2 separate regions of the Mus musculus genome follow, and region 2 is linked to region 1. Evidence: chromatin contacts called from public promoter capture Hi-C data. All regions are on one chromosome and are shown on one strand. The core of a region is the stretch at or near the end of the contact, and the rest is flanking DNA. Distances in the headings are between cores, read along the strand shown. Region 1 overlaps Mthfd1l (methylenetetrahydrofolate dehydrogenase (NADP+ dependent) 1-like). Region 2 overlaps Esr1 (estrogen receptor 1 (alpha)).

The links. Promoter capture Hi-C pulls out the DNA fragments that hold promoters and counts their contacts.
Region 2: a contact with region 1 is called in a promoter capture Hi-C map of pre-B cells, with 2.5 times the contacts expected there. The contact joins two enhancer-like sites. A contact is called at or near these places in 1 of 39 promoter capture datasets (pre-B cells) and 1 of 484 Hi-C or Micro-C datasets (pre-B cells).

What each region holds. Positions count from the first base shown.
Region 1 is chr10:4,127,308-4,129,905 of GRCm38.p6, reverse strand. All of the region lies in intron 26 of Mthfd1l (methylenetetrahydrofolate dehydrogenase (NADP+ dependent) 1-like), which reads right to left. Among named protein-coding and RNA genes, the nearest start is that of Gm25515, 24 kb to the right of the region's middle. Within about 2 kb of position 1,290, at least 42 of the 459 cell types and tissues checked have an H3K27ac peak or open chromatin away from gene starts, as enhancers often do. A contact at or near this core is called in pre-B cells, where this site is marked.
Region 2 is chr10:4,774,377-4,776,974 of GRCm38.p6, reverse strand. The region is part of intron 3 of Esr1 (estrogen receptor 1 (alpha)); the gene reads right to left. Among named protein-coding and RNA genes, the nearest start is that of Esr1, 66 kb to the right of the region's middle. Within about 2 kb of position 1,319, at least 51 of the 459 cell types and tissues checked have an H3K27ac peak or open chromatin away from gene starts, as enhancers often do. A contact at or near this core is called in pre-B cells, where this site is marked.

The DNA of each region.
Region 1 (2,598 bases), core at 41-2,540:
TCTCTAAAATTATGCGGGTTTTTTTTTGTTTTGTTTTTGTTTTTAAATATAACTAGATTTGGGCCATATGACTGTAGCTGCTTTAGAATAAAGCCAGCTAAAAATCCACAAGGTCGAGGTGGCTGAACTTGTATGAAGTAAACAGTGCATTCTATCCCTTTGCCCTGGGACCCGCTTTCCCCAGCCTCCCAGTCTGAATTCCTTGTCTTTCACCAAGACCGCCCCAAATTATGATTGATGTCAAAGCTGCAATAAAATGATACCATAGTTTCAGTTCTTTCCAAAAATTTAATGAAATCAGGAAAACTGGCGCAGGTCCACAGAGTCAGAATCAAAGCTGGAGACCGTGATCATTGCTTCAAAGACACGTAGATGAGTTCAAAGGAAACGCAGCTGCAGACAAGTATTGGTCCTGTCTTTATGGAGACCGATGACCCCTCCAGTGAATGGACCCTTGTTGACAATGCCAAGTGCGGGCAAAATGGTAATATTCTTGCCAACTTGTGAGAGTTTAAATTTCCTACCTTTTCTATACCGTCATGTTAAGCTGTCGTGGGATATGGGGTCAAATTAAAATGTTTACTCCACTTAATATCAAAAAGCTTAAGCAATTTCTACTAAGTTAGCTTTTGAGAAATGATTGGGCGATCTGCTCTGAACACTTAAGAGACTCTTCTGGGATTAGTGGGTGGAGACACAAAAAAGCCAAAAGAGTCCAGAAAAAGAGAGGGGAAGGGTTAGGGTGTGGGAGAGAGGAGGAAGGGGGGGAGGTCAGGGAGTGAGTAGGGAAGCATATGGTTGTTGTAATGAAACCGGCAGTTCAAGAGGGCGCTGACCCAAAGCTGCAACTCAGAGCCCTGAGGAAATGCCTCAGGATTCCAAAGATCTGCTAGCATTAGGAACCAGTTCCAAGAACAAAAAAAAAAGTGAAAAACAACACTGGAAGATCCTGAGGTGTTTCTACCTCCATCACCGATATGATCTTGGCTCAGGTTCCCTTAGCTGGGTCACCAGACAAAAGGCATCCTCCTCCTCAAACCACAATGGAGCTTTCTACTCCAGTGTGGTCCTGCAAGCGTGCCCGTTACTGTGCATAGAAGGACCACAATAAGCTTTCTTAACCAAACACGGGGGCTGCCATCGGATCTGTACTGTAGCTGTCATTTAGGTTATGCAGAAGTTTCCTCTGTGGCCAACGGCCCCAGTCAGGGCTGAGTTGTCTGGTTAATGTTGCGCGTCCCTTTCATGGTGTCATGCTCTAGAACAAGCTTACTAGGCACATGTGACTCTCAAGTCTTCCCACGTTTATAATGCCCCCGCAGTCCTCAGGCACACAAAAAGACAGCAAAACATGGGGTACGACGGAGTACATTGGCTGGTATCTCCACAGCTCTGGCAAGCAGGAAGGAGTGAATGGTGAATCCTAGATGGCAGGTTGCCATCCGGTTCCAGTGTGGGGTAAAGAATTAACCACACAGCAATGCCCTGCCACTGGATGGCTTGCAGACCATGAATCAATAAATAAATGAAAATACACATTTATATGTCACTATCTGCAATGCAAGCTTCTATGCCATCTATCCATCTACTAGTCTATCTATCCATCCACCCACCCACCCATCTGTCTGTCCTCTGTCCGTCCGTCCATCCATCCATCCATCCATCCATCCTACAGTGCTAAAGATTGAATTCAGGGCCTTGAATTACCCAGCAGGCATTGTACCACTTATTTTTTTTTATTGTTTTTTTTTCCTTTGAGATGAAATCTCAGGTATCCCAAGCCAGCCTCAATCTCACTATATGCCTCAGCAACCAGGTGCCCCTCCACTCCCATACCATGCACACACACACTCAATAAATAAATACATGTAAAATTACAAATTTAAGGCCTTTCCTTTGCCAGCACATTTCTGGGTACCACAGCTGATTCTTGTACGTGGGGGTGACCTGGAATACCTGATCCTCCAGCCCCTGCCTCCTGGGCACCCGGATCACACCGCTTGACACCACACCTCATTATTTCTTTCTGATGTTTTCAGACTTAAAATGTGGCATCTACTACCTATAAAAATGATAAAAAGTTGCTGAGTGTGGTGGTGCATGCCTTTAGTCTCACCTCTCGGTAGAGAGAGAGGCAGGCAGATCTCTCTGTTGAGTTTGAAGCCAGTATAGTCTACATAGAAAGTTAAAAAATAGTCAAAGCTAAAACAAAACAAAGCAAACAAACAAAAACAAGGGGGGAGGGAGGGAGAGGAGGGAAAAGGGGGAGTGGAAAGTATAAATGTTTAAATGTGGTTGGTTCTAGTGATGCCATCACTGTTAAGTTGTCCATGTTCCAATAAATAACTCCCTAATAACGTTCACACAAGCAACCCGAATTAAGCTGAGTAAAACTCATGTACCAGCGCACGCTCGGGCACACCCTTCCTACACGCGCATGCACGCACACCCACACACTAAAACAAACAGAAAGCAGGCAGGAAGACAGCAGGGGGATCTGAGGGGATCTGAAGGCAATAAGGGGCTTGGTGGAGATGGCCGATGGATGAGAGACAGTGCTGGGGAGTGAGCGCGAACAAAGGACATTGCATACATGTA
Region 2 (2,598 bases), core at 70-2,569, 650 kb before region 1:
GGACTGACTAACTAGCAGCATACGCCATGGGCTTCTCATAAACTAGCAATGTGCTTGGTGGGTTCAGCTCTGTGTCTCATCTCAATATCACAAACAATGAGCTGGGTTGCTCCAATTACAGAGTCATAACTTGAGACGCCAGGGATCTGACTAACTTGTTCAAGGTCTCTTGGCTGATAGATGGTAGAACCATCATTAAAATGCAGATCTGTCTCATTCGTGGGTCTTTGGGTTTTTCTTTAATTTTTTTTTCTTTTTAGAATACTGCCATGATTGGCTAAGAAGAAAGAACTCAATATTAACTCAGAACACTTAAGCATTAAATTATGCTTATAATAATAATGTAACAGCTAAATAAATCACTTTATCTTTGAAAAGCATTTCAGAATCAGCAATGTAATCATCTCCAGACCAATTCTGAACTCTGTCGTTGCCACCAAACAGGAAAGATAAACCACACGAAAGATTACATTTATCTGTGCGTCAGGACATGTATTTTTTTATTCTAGAAAAACCTCTTCAACATATTCTGTCACAAGTTCCAGATGGAAAGAAAAACTAGAAAGCAAATTTTTGAGGAAATTAAACAAAAACTTTAAGCCCTTTGAAAGAATAACTGTAGCCGTGTGTTTGTAAATAAATTTCCACTCAGATATTAAAATGAATACTTTCTGATTCACAGCCAGTGCAATGAGCCAAACCAAATGAAATAAAATTTGGCTGCCTCAGTGCACACATTCCTAAAAGTCCAGTGAGGACATTCAGTGGGCCCTGATTTGAACTATTTCACAACCACATCTGTACGTAGCAGCATGCACAAAAAGAAAAAAGAGAGAGAGAGAGAGAGAGAGAAAGAAAAAGAAAAAGAAATCCAGGATGCTTAATCATGCATCCCAAATTCTATTTTCACACGAGTTCTTTTTAATTAATTTTACCAGAAGCAACACCCACCTATAAATTGCATTTTGCTTTTATTTTTTAAATGAACCAGAAAGTATTACTAATATCCAATTATATTCCCCAAAGATGTTTTGAAAGAAGGAATTCTAGGAAAGACAACAGCCCTGGAAAGTCTCCTTTTCTTCATAAAAAGTGAAGTCAGAAGAAATTCTCTCTGTCCTTATAAGACCCCAATTGACTGAACATGTTGACGTGATACCTTTGGGTCCAGTCTCTGTAGCCCATCTGCAAAGCCACAGTTGTTTCAAGCACCTGGCACAGAATCAAGCCAACAGCTGCGACAAAGCATGATGGGATCAGTGACCACCACCTCACCACAGTACCCTGGAGACAATGAGTCGCTTTCAACAATGCATCTCCTAGCTCTACACACAAGGAAATGCTAGTGTGCAGTCCAGAATAGGACCTTCTGAAATGGCTCCTCCTGCTCCTATAATATCCAGCACAGGGTTTTGAACACCCTGAGAACATGGTGCCTTGCCCCAAGACCAGATTTTAGAAGGTCTGAAGGACTGGGTAGGGGGATGAACAAAGAAAAAGATGAGTGTTAGATAAGATTGAAACAAAGGAGGAGATGGTGTAACCATCGGGGTGACTAATTCAAAGGCAGGCAGCATTCCCCAAATGTCCTGGCCTTCCTTCTTTGTACTTTTTGCTTCCAGAAAGTTCTCCAAGCTTTCTTACCACATCAACTCCTTTAAAGATAAAACCCTGATGGCCAGAACTGGTAGAAAGAATTTCAAAGTATTCTCTTCCTGAGAGAGAAGGAAGAGAAAATGTTCTTGCAATCTAAGAGACAGGATAAAACCCAGAGACCCTGAGCAGGTTCTGCCACGTGGTCTGGTTCCACACAGTCAAAGATAAGCTTGTGCTCCAGCTCAGGGTCATTTTAATGCTTTAGGGAGAGAGGAAAAGATTGTTGGCTGAGATCAGATTAGTGCAGAGTATGGAGATATGGAGGTCCTTCAAACTGCTGGGACCCTTTAAAAAAAATGGATTCCTGATTTACTAAGTGCTAACTAAGAATTTCACCGATCTTTGAGAGTCTCGCCGAAATTCTATTGTAGGCACAACTCTGCATAGACATTCCAATGAAAAGGAAGGACAGGAAAGTCGGGCATTTAAGATTCCACAAATAGGGACTTCTTTAGCACATCTGTAGCAATGGTGCAGGCATTACTGATTTTCTTCACTTGACTGCGACCTCTTCAAAAATAAGGAGACCGGCTAATCTACTTTTTCAACCTCAACAATTGTGTCTGACTATTGGAGTAAATCAATTTGTCCATTTTTCTTTCTTTAACACTTAGCACAATAGCCTCAAGATTACCCCATGCTCTTGTGGATGGAAAAAAACCCCTCCTTTTTAATAAATAATACTTCAATTCTACAAGTAATTTCAAGAGAGTAAAGAAGAAAAAGAAATAACAGGTGTGGTCAACACGTGCAAAGTTTTTGTTCATCTTGTGGCCACTGGAGAGTTAAAGGATGCATAAAGAAACATGGGTTGATTGGCCTGTGAATTTCAGCCAGGGTGGTGTGCAGAGTCCTCAAGCCTAGAGACAATTTCTGTGAGGTATGTCGTGGTGGCCCAGAAGCCTGGTAAAGAGTAAACGTGATGGTCACCCAGGAAACACA